Linked DNA regions of Mus musculus: region 2 is linked to region 1. Evidence: chromatin contacts called from public Hi-C data. All regions are on one chromosome and are shown on one strand. Each heading gives the region's core, a stretch centred on a gene start, on an enhancer-like site or on the middle of the called end of the contact. The rest is flanking DNA. Distances are from core to core; before and after follow the strand shown.

Region 1 (5,509 bases), core at 2,139-4,638:
ATTCCATGATCCACAGACATTGTTTCTCAAGATAGGTTAGAACCATATATTTTTTATTCAGTTATTTTTGGGGGTACAGTTACTCAGGTTTGAAGTGGGGGCACACTTTTGACAATGCTTATAGCTTCCTTTTAATGAATTTTAGATCCACCAGCTTAGCACTAACATTTCACTTAAAACATGCCTTTGGTTACAGCCCTTTCTGATCCACTGCCTTAGCTTGCAGTGAGCACCAATGTTATGTTCAACAGTAATTTTACACCAGAGAGAGGAAAACATAAGAGTAAGGGAAAATTGCAACTTCAATCCGATTTGGGGCAGAAGCAGGAAATGTAAAAATAGGAACAAAACATCAGTAAGTACATTAGTGTTTTGTAAATTGATTACCTTTTCATCATCCCTAAACTGCTGCCCTAGAAAGCAGGTGATACACTTTATTAAACCATTAACAGCAGCAACAACTGCAGCCATCAAAGAAAAAGTCCACCTACTCACCAGCATTCTAACTTAGCACTCTGCCTGTGACAAGCAGCATCCTGGAAAGATGGCCCTTTGCGGCTTGCTATAGAGCTATCATTTCCAATTCTGTTTCATAACTGCTGAGAGCATGGGTGGTCATATCTCCTGGACATGCCTGTGTGCCCATCACCAGCACGGGTGGGTTACCATATCACCAAACTCACTGATACATCCGGACACCACCCAGGGCCTGGAGTGCCAGTAATTTTCAGATCCAAATGGGTACCGCTGATACACAGAATATGTATAAGGACATCTTAAGATTGAAGAGGGAGTCCGCTGTTCTTAACTGTTATTGGTTGTAATTTAAAATTAGGCTGGGTAAGATTTAAGGATATATGTGCTTGTCTTTGGTATGAAAACTTTCCCAGGAAAAGGGTCTGGGCAAAAGCTGACATCCACACTGCAGTGCTACATTACAGGCGTTGGAGCCGAGGAGCCGAGCTTCTACTGCCCGCCCTCCCTCTCGCTCGCTCAGGAAGTTAGGTGCTACCTCAAAATAACGGATCCAATCTGTTTCAACAGCAGCAGTTCTAATGAATAGGAGAAAAGCAAATGCAACAGCTTTCCTCCCAGTAATAAATCATTGTGGTTTTTGTATAGATTGCATGTGGCGTTGGAGGCAGCGCGAGCCAGGCTGCCAATATTGCTAGCTAATGCTTCAGCCCCTTTCATTTTTCACTCCGAGCAGGAACCCTTTCCTGAAACTTGTTCATTTCACAGAGGGAAAATCGAAGGCAGCGGCAGAGTGTCAGACTGCTTTATTGTCGTCGTTTACAGAGGTCGCTGGAATTAATTGACTCCTTACGTTACATATTGTAAACCGACTCATTTTTTTGACACATTGATGGGAAGGTGGCAGGATCTAAGTGGCTGCTTATTGTCTTTCTGTTCTGCCATCTGTCATAGGCTAGGAACCTAGTAAGTCTGAAATCACAGTTTGGGAAAAGAATAGCACCCACTTTCAAAGCAGACTCCGATAACTGTGAGTTGAACTAAGAGAAGAGAGGAGAAAGCTCCAGCAGATGAAATATGAACCCTGGGTTTGTTTTAATGTCTCCACAGGACCCATTAGCAGGGCAGTGAAGATTTCCACAGCCACCCTCAATTGGTGGTGTCGCTTTGAGAGCATATTCTAAGTAGCTGGCTTCCTCTTACAAGATTGGAAGTAAAAATCGGTCCACAGAGTATTCCATGAATCATCACTCCATGGACGCTCTGAGTTGACTGACAGTAATTCTGTCTCAAAGGCGTTGCTTCTGGAACCAAGGATGAGGAACTCAGTGCACAAGTAATATTTGTCGTACCAGGGCACACTCTTTTCCTGATAAGTATTTTAAATTTGTACTTATTTTTCTATCTATCACACTGGTCTCCTTTTCGCTAAACTAGGAAGATTCTCACTCGTGATCATAGCCTGCTTTCACTAAGATTAGAGGCACAGAAACAAGGACATATTGTTAAAAATGAATAAATTAAAGCCGAGTTAAGCCACCCGGCTCAGTGAGAGCAAACAGTCTTCATAAATAGGAAATGTACTTTGAAGCCATACTACCGCGATGCTGTTCAATTACCAAAGGTGACTAGAGCTCTCCTGGTTCATCTCCTGGTTTCCCTAGCATGGTAGCTTCCTGGGCTGCATTAGCAATCAGACGCTTGCACTGTCCCCTCAGAGCAGTGAGGGGATGGGATGTTATTAAAGGGAAGTCATTTACCACAATCGGGAAGATGTAGCCTGGCAGAAATTCAATACCGGTTTGTGATATGCTCATTCTGCTACTCTGCCTGGTGCCCTTCACTCCTGACACACTACAGCATCCCCCTTAAATCTTCATCCCTTGGGGCGGGCTGGGGGGTGGGGGGACAACGCCTCATTGGCTTCAGAACAGAGAAATATGAGTGATCTGCTTTTCGTTACAAGAGCTGTGGGGGCAAAGGACCCTGATTTTTCCATCTCCCTCTGTTTCTCTCTCCTTCTCCCCTCTCTCCCGCTGCCTCCTCTGCCAGCCTCTCTGTCTCCTTCCCCTCTCTCTCCCTGCTTCTCTCTTGGTCCTTCTGTTCTCTTTTCTCTGCCTCAGTCCCCGTCTCTTCTCTCTCCCTCCTCTCTCTCTCCTCCCCCGGCACTGCTTTTCTCTCCCACTCACATCCTCTGATGGGCATTCAAGCTAGTAAAATGCCTGCTTGAGAATCCCACGAACGCAGCTAGGCACACACAGAGCCGGCGGGGTTTGCATGTTCACTCAAAAGTGAAATGCAAAGAAAAATGCCCTTAGAATTCAGACAAGGGGAAAACATCAAAGGAGAACTGATGTGTAAAAACTCCGGCACCAACAAAAACACGAAATAGGGAACATTTAAACAGATAGGTATATTTTAAACTTACCTTGCCTTAGCAGATGCAGGGATAGCCCTCCTCCGGTGCCCCTGCTTGCTCAGTTCCTTGGCTGAAATAATCACATGGCTGTCTTCTTGCCCCAGTATAAATAGGTGCATATGTATGTGTAATAAAGTACACACAATTACATACTATAGATATGCACACATGCAAGCAATGGTGTCTCTCTTTCTCTCTCTCTCTTTTTCTAAAATATAAAGGAAGGCAGGAGCCTGCAGCTAGGATTCCTTCTTTTGACTGGAACTCTCTCCGGCAGCAGCAGGCTGAGCCTCTCAATCCCGTGAAGAGAGATCCTGCTAGCTGGCGTTATTTCTCCTCGTTTCCATGGTGGTTAGTGGTGCATCGTTCACCAGATCAGTTGTCACACTGACACGGTGCTGCCTGCTCAGCGGTCATTAATAACTGAACACCCTCCACTCCCCAGAGAGGAGCCAATCGCTTCAGACTGCCAAGATGTAGCACTCGCAGCTGCTCCAGCCTGGTTGGCTGAAGCAGCCTGTCTGTCCTATGACAGTGCTGCTTAGGGTACAAATAAATGAAACAGGCTTGCATATTTTTCCTTGGAATCATTTTCTTTCCTGTTTTTTCTTTTCCTTTTGGAGCAATGTGCAGCGCTTTTCAACAAGTTCTCCCATTTGGAATGTGATCAGTCATTTGGAGAAACGGTGGGGTTTTTGTTTGTTTTGTTTTTCTGTTTTTCATTTCCTCTGAGATAAGACAGGAAACACTTATGAACAAGGATTTCCTGAATATTAAAAATACTTGATAGTGACTCTGCCTCCCTGTCTGTGAAGTTCAGCAGTGGCTTTACATTTCAGCCTGCAGCCTGCAGCTCTCCTGCCCCTTGTTTGTTTCCCTACAGATCCTACTTAAATCAGCCTATGTGCATGCAGCTAATAGCCTCTCTCTCTCTTTCACTCTCTCTCTCTCTCCCTCTCTCTCTCCCTCTCTCTCTCTCTCTCTCTCTCCCTCCCTCCCTCCCTCCCTCCATTCCTTCTTTCCATTTTTCTTGTTGGTACTTTGTGTGTGGGTTTATTTTTTGTTTGCGTATTTGTTTAGGTTTTACAATGACATTTCTTAAAATTACAACAAATATTTGCTTCTCCAATACTCACAACAATGGTATGTAAGGAGAAGCATATACAAAATAAACTTTTCCAATTATAACTACTTATCTATACATGGTATAACAAATCTGATGCCACACATCGGACATGTGTTGTATGTGGCATTGCTTGTGCCTGCATCCAGATGTACATGTATGTGTGTGTGTGCGCCTGTGTATGCGTTTTAGATGTATGATTTATTAGTAATAACTCAGGGATCCTTTCCTCTACAATAGACTGAACAGTTAAATTATCTCTTTTTGCACTTACGGCTATCAACTCTGAATGGCTACTTAACTAGGAAAATGTTTTCAATAGGAATTATATGTAAAACATTTGGAATATTTAGACTAGAAATCATGCCAGCGTGGTCATGTGTTCAGCTCCAGAACAACCATGACAAATAGAAGAATATAAGGGCATGCTTTCCAGACAGTATACTAGAGAGACCTCCTGAGAGGAGTGGAACATGGGAACAATTTTCAACAGGTCCAAAGCTGCCTTATCTGAGTCTCCCCTTGCTTTGATAGACTGCCCTCTAGTGGAGGAAAAGGAAATGGCATTTATTAGATTTACTGGGGGAGGGGGGAATAACAACAAAAAGCAAAAGCATTAGCACTAATTGTTTCTTAAGGTGTCGTTGAAGTGACTTAAACCGGTGTTCTGCGCCATGACCGTATGCCTGGAAGCTTAGCCTCACTAACATTGTCTTTTGACCACCAAACGCTTTCATGTTACAGTTTTCTTTACAAAAGCAAACAAACAAAATCTACCAATGCTTTAGTTATTCGTTGTATTGATCAATTTGTTGACGGAGTCAGGGCCTTTATCTTCTGCCTAGGCAATTTGAATGCTGGTATGGTAGGTGTTCCTCAGAATATTTTTATTTTAATATATAATTGATAAACTCTAATCTTTTTGATAAGCATGAATGCTAAACCAAAGTGGCTTCTTCATTGGCCAAATGGCATCCAATTCTGAGTGTTATCCTCTCACCAGACACTTACAGGTACTTGAGTGTCCACTCACAGGTATGGGAGGAGGATGAGTGTTGGGCTGTTACATTGGAGTGCATCGCATATAACTTAATAGCCTAATTTTACTTTCTTCACTTGAAACGTACTGAATTTTTCCACTCAATTTGAATATTTTTAGAGTATATACATGGAGAATTGTGCTATAATTGTAACAACTATTTGAAAAAAATTCCTTTTATATTGTACCAACTCCTTAAGCACTTTATTTCGATTGTTATTAATTATATAATCAACAAATCTAGTAATCTGTTGATTATTATAATGTATTGATTACAATGTGCTCTCATAATGAAGATAAGTTGTGAGGCTCGAACATGTTAAAAATAACTTTTAAAAATAAAACTAGTAGGGGCCTAGAGAGATGGCTCAACTGGTTAAGAGCACTGACTGCTCTTCCAGAGGACCTGGGTTCAATTCCTGGCAGTTCACAACTATCTGTAATGACAGAAAAT
Region 2 (5,758 bases), core at 1,149-3,648, 140 kb after region 1:
CCATCTCTATGGACCGGGATTGCCAGACTATTTCAGCTTTACTCATCTTCCCTCTGTGTTTTTCAGTTTTAAGTTTTACTATGGAACATAATTTTCTCACCAGTATCTTAGGTCACTTGAAACACAAGTAAGGTTCGCGTCATGCCATGAGTGTGAAGAATTCTGTAGTGATTTAACCACAGCTGATTTTCTTAAGCAATTTATCCTTCTTTTCTTCGAATAACAGAAACATAGCTGATTGTATAATATTTTCTTTTTTATCCTAGGTCTCCTAAAAACCCAGAACAGAAAATCATTAAGAGAGTGATCGCTCTTGAAGGAGATATTGTAAGGTAGGTGCCCAGACTACTGTTCTTAACTTAAAATCTGGATTTTAAACTTGCTTTTGAATGCTTATTTGAAATTAAAGTAAAATACGCCTGGCGATCTAGAACTTTGGGCACCCTTCCCTTAGGCTTTGCTTTATTTGCTTTGAGCATCAGTAACTGTTTCAGGATGGAAGGTTTACCTGAGGTCACTCAGCACACCATTCTTCTTAAGTTACAAAACCTATGATAATTATTAATTAAACCAAGATTAACCACATACTCTGACCATTAAATTACTGCTTTCAGGTATTAATGCTAGCACAATTATTTTAATATTGTGACATCAATATCTATTTTAGAAATTTTCAAGAACATTTTATTATTTCAGAATCCCCAACACAAACTCACAGGACTCCTTTATAACCGTAGAGATCAGGACAAGCTGGATAGCAACTGAAACACACATTTCCAGGTTCACAGTGAGTGTTGAAACTGCACACAGCACTGAAACAATCAAGAGTTTGAGCAACAGATAGTAAAGTCTTATTTATCGTGCTTGCTGATATAAACAATATTTGAGAATGGGCAAGAAAGCCATTAGTGCACGATGCATCTCATTCTGATTGCCTGCTTGAAGTAAGGTGTACCCAGGTGTACACAATATAGTAGTCAAATGCCTTGAAAATTGTATTCAAGATGTTTTCTGATTCTGTTTCCACCCAAAACTCCATCCTAAAAACACTTGTGTTAATGATTATATAAACAAAACAAACGAAATGGAAAGAGCCCCTGTCAGTTTTAGAGCAGAATTGAGATCAGCAGTGTAAAGATGTTGGCAGGATCACCCAAGACCCCCTTTGCAGTTCTGTGAGAGTAAAACTACTTTATTCATAACCAAAGGATGCCATTTGTCTTTTTGTTTTGTTTTATTTTACTGTTTTGCTATTGTTCATGCAGGATGGAACTTTCCAGAGGTGTGATATTGTGATAGACTGCATAAAAAAAGCAGTCACCGCACCCCAGCTATTCTCTCTACACCAGCCAAGAATTAGAAACATTTACAAAACCATTTAAAATGTTTCCTGACTCATTTACCACTGAAAAATACTGTGATTTTATTTAAAAACATGGCCAGAATAGGGAAATGCACAAAACCAAAAACAGGTTAGTGATTCCCACAGGCATGGAAGAGGGGAATAGGACTCTTAATGGGTGCAGGGCTATTTGCTTGTTTGTAAGAGGTATAGAGATATCCTAAAGGGTACCATGCTGACAGTTGTACAGTTAGATATGTAAAAATGGAGTTGCACATTTTAATGAGGTTGTTTATATACTATAAGAACTACATGTCAATAAAACTATTCTTACAAAACTAAAACACTCATCAAATTACACACATTATTCATGTAATAAAATAAAATTAAGACAGTTAATGAACCAGGATTCTTTTAAAATTACAATTGAAAAGGAACTTTGCTGTTTCTCATTGTGAATTACCAGCTGGCCAGTCAGCAATGTGACATTAGAGATGTCTGCACAAGATTAAACTCTACAGTGGATCTCTGGGCAGACATGACGCTTTACTCTCCTCACTCTGTAAGTGTACACTGGGTTCACACTGCAGAGGCAGACAGAGCTGAGGCAGGAGATTAACCAGGGTAGGAGTCACCTTCTTCCTGGATACTGTTGAAGCCCATGCAGAAGAAGTACTGCAAACAGACACCAGTTATCATCCCCGTTTGTAGACCTCAATCATGGAGCAGTGAGTGAAACAAAGGAGGAAGGACTCAGAGCTAAGATTTCCTTCCAATTTAAAGTCTTTTTCAAAAATCCTTTTGTTAATTAATTAGAAAAACAACCATTCTTTACTGCTTTATGTCTTTCAGTGGGGAAGAACCCATTTCTTACTTTTTCTTTCTTTTTTATTCTTTTCAAACCTTAGCACCTGGTTATCTCAGCTTCTCAGACATTAAACTAGTGAGAGAATACACACCTACAATGGTTTCTAACAGCCTTGATAGGTGTTAAAAGGCCAGACAATGAGATAAGAAAACACTTCCTGATGAGCTTCCTTGTTTCTGTTTGTGATCCCTTTCTGGTAATTACATATCTGAAAATGCTTATAGGAAGTTGCTCCTGTAAGTCACAGGGGTCATTAGCCTAGCAGTGCCCTTGTGACAAGCCAGGGCTCTGGTGTGTGACATGCCCTTTCAGTCCTGTTTTCCCTTGGATACTACTGAATTTCCTAGGAGGCAGACTAAAACCAAATGTGACTTTCCAGAATTTGCTTTCATGGGAAGAATTTGATATTTTCTAAAGAGTATAAACAAACAAACCCCTTTAGGTTTTAGTATACATACCATGATATATGGACTATTTTTAACTTAAAACTAGAGAATCGGAGGTCAGCCTGGAGGTACGAACTTTTCAGAGGTCAAGTTCACTGTTAAAGACTTAACCCAGTATTCTATCTAGGTAGTGTTCTATTAGCTAAGTTTCCTCCGCTTATAAATGTACAAAATGTATTCTTTAGAGTTCCTGCTGAGGAGATATCTCATAAAATAAGGGGAACAGTTCCCAAGAATCAGCTCCCTGAAGAATAGCAAGAGAGTAACACTATGACTTCTAGTTTCATTCTGTCCATTGTACCCTGTATCCATATTGCTCTGTCTATTGCCTCCATTTTTCTCAGTTGACCTTTGTCCCATTGCTTCCTGCTGCCTTCTTTTGATGTGCCTCATGTCTCAATGATGTGATGGAAGTCTCAGTATGCCCTCTAGGGGACAGAGCTATGGTGTATGGATTAGATGGACTGCTGGTCAACCAACTGATCAGCTGATTTGGGGTAGATGGCCTTTCTGGTGTAGCATCACAGGTAGAGAGGCCAAGTGACCTGGCAAGCACCCTGTAGTTAAAACAAAGCCACTGTAAGGGTTTTGTTGGGTGGAATGACAGATACTGAGATGGATCCCAGGACAGAGCATTGCAATTAGCAGTCACTTAGCTTAGCACTACCTTTTCAAGTCTCAGTTCAATGACATTGTAATCTGTTCTCTTTAGTAGTGGCTTTGACTCTACTCCCTAAGGAAGATTAACTTTTTAACGTTTTGTTTTTAATTACAGAAATAGCTTGGCTTTATTGAATTGTAGAGGCTATGAAGAACATCCTTGCTCACAAATACTACTTATCTTTGCAGACTAAATAGACTAAAATGGAAATATTAGTTATAAAAGTACAGAATTGTGGTTGTTTTTATTTTTAGCTCCCCTCCCAGAAAGCTTTATTTTTTTATTTTAAAAGATATTATAAATATAAATAAATCACATAGTGCCCTAGTTAGAGTTTCATTGCTATGAAGAGATACTATGACCAAGGCAACTCTTAGAAAAGAGAACATTTAATTGGGACTGGCTTACAGTTTAAAAATTGCAGTCCATTGTCTATCATGGGAGGAAACATGGCAGCATGCAGGCAGACTTGGTGCTGGAGTAGCCAAGGATTCTGCATCTTGATCCACAGGCAGAAGAAAGAGACCATCTTCTGTAGGCAGCCAGGCAGAGGCTCTCTTCTATACTGAGTGGAGCTGGAGACCCCAAAGGCTACCTACACAGCGATATACTTCCTCCAACAAAGCCGCACCTATTCCAACAAAGCCACACTTCCTTGTATGGCCATTTACCATGGACCAAGAATATTCAAACCACCAAACATCAAAATTAATTAGTCCCCAAAACTATACAGAAAGTTTTTATACATTTTTTCAATACTACTGAGAATTAACTTCTCAGAAGGCATTCACTTTTTATTCCATTTTTTATATAAATTCTTCTCCTATATATTACATCTTGACTGCAGTGTTTCTTCCCTTCCCTTCCCCAAGTCTCTATCCCCACTTCCCTTCTCCTCTAGATCCACTCCCTCCCTTAGAAATGAGCAGCCCTTCCAGTGACATAAACCAAACATGGCATAACAAGCTACAAATAAGACCAGGCACATACCATCACATCAAGGCTGGACTAGGCCACCCAGTAGGAGGAGGGTCCCAGTAGTAGGCAAAAGAGTCAGAGACAGCACAGGATATCTATTTAAATGTCAGATAAAGTAGACTTTAAATTCAAAAGCTTAGACACACTTCAATATAACCTTTGAAATTAATGTTGGATGATCTGGTTATTTAACCAGTTCATGAGCAGGTATGTCCACCTTCTGTCCTGTGGGACAGAATACAAAGAATTGTATTCTGAAAACATGATTTTTGAGTTTATGATGCGAAATAACTGATATGCTTGTTTCTTAAGCATGAATTTTGTAAATGGCATCATTGTAAGAGATTGGATGCTCTTGGTGAACCTTAATTCCATCGACTTAATGGTCATTGACATGGGTACTAGAGAGACATAGTGAACAAAAGAAACATTTAACCTTCATTTGCATACATGCCTGTTGTTGGGGATGGAGAGCGAGTCTACATGCACATGCATGAACATGCACAGGTAAGATAAGAACATATGAGAGGTGTTAGTAAAAAGAGGTGGATTTTAGGTAAGGGATTCACTGCAAATTTCTCTAAGTTTTGGAAATTAAAAGAAGGAGACAGTGAATCATCATGGGCAAATGAAAGATAATCAAACCAAAGAACTCACCAATGCAAACCTGAGGAGGAAACAAATTAGGTGAGAGTTCAAGGTCTTGCAAGACGCCAGCACACACAACAAAGAAAGTTGAGGTATTTTTAGAGGTAACCCTTTTACAGGTTTCCAGAGCTTTGTGGGTCCAGGCAAGGACTTCAGTTTTATTTTCATAGATAGCCAGGCAATATCTTTAAAGGATTGCTGTTTACTCTGAAAAAAGATTAACCACCAACAGTGTGACTCTGAAAACTACTCAGATTATTCTCTCTTGAAGCGCAGTCAAGCTTCGCATGAGAATAGTTAAGGGCCTTTGTTTATGGCATGCATGGTGACTACTTTGATTTATTTCCAGTGACCCAGATAAAAGCAGTCACATTATTTATAATCCACTGATTATGATTTATATTGACAAAGTAAAATATGGAGTTAGAAGTTTTTGTTCAGCGAGTTCAGCCAATACCTAAGATTGGAAATGAGGAGACTTTGAGGGGCCTGGATATTGTATCTTAATGTCAACATTGGTTAAAATCACAAGGTGACTTTTTTTTTTTTTGATTCTCTGAAGCTCTTAGTTTCATAGTGTTGACCCCACTGTGTATGCTTATCTATGACAGTAACAGTGAGAAGCTAATGAAATTAACATTTTGACATACTTATTAGTTCCACCATAGCTATTTGCTTTTTCATATTAATTCTTTATGACTCACACAGAAACTCTGTTTTAGAAAAGCATAAACTAAAGAAAAATTCTCCCACTGAATTAGAGCACATTGACACAAGTCAGCCACAATTCAAATGTCTGAAGCATCAACTCTGCA

What was found. A called contact is a pair of places that touch in the nucleus more often than the background predicts.
Region 2: a Hi-C map of the N1E-115 cell line shows a contact between it and region 1, with 4 times the contacts expected there. The contact joins the enhancer-like site here to the promoter of Lrrn3 in region 1. A contact is called at or near these places in 2 of 39 promoter capture datasets (embryonic stem cells and stem cell-derived epiblast-like cells), 6 of 484 Hi-C or Micro-C datasets (the G1E-ER4 cell line, the N1E-115 cell line, embryonic stem cells and 1 more) and 1 of 115 datasets of contacts at active chromatin or transcription factors (forebrain).

What each region holds. Positions count from the first base shown.
Region 1 is chr12:41,482,669-41,488,177 of GRCm38.p6, forward strand. Lrrn3 (leucine rich repeat protein 3, neuronal) reads right to left here and starts at 3,389. Exons shown (of 2, transcript NM_010733.3): 1 at 2,903-3,389. All of the region lies in intron 4 of Immp2l (IMP2 inner mitochondrial membrane peptidase-like (S. cerevisiae)), which reads left to right.
Region 2 is chr12:41,628,498-41,634,255 of GRCm38.p6, forward strand. Immp2l (IMP2 inner mitochondrial membrane peptidase-like (S. cerevisiae)) reads left to right here. Exons shown (of 7, transcript NM_053122.4): 5 at 267-332. Among named protein-coding and RNA genes, the nearest start is that of Gm40412, 24 kb to the left of the region's middle. Within about 2 kb of position 2,399, at least 2 of the 459 cell types and tissues checked have an H3K27ac peak or open chromatin away from gene starts, as enhancers often do. A contact at or near this core is called in the N1E-115 cell line, where this site is marked.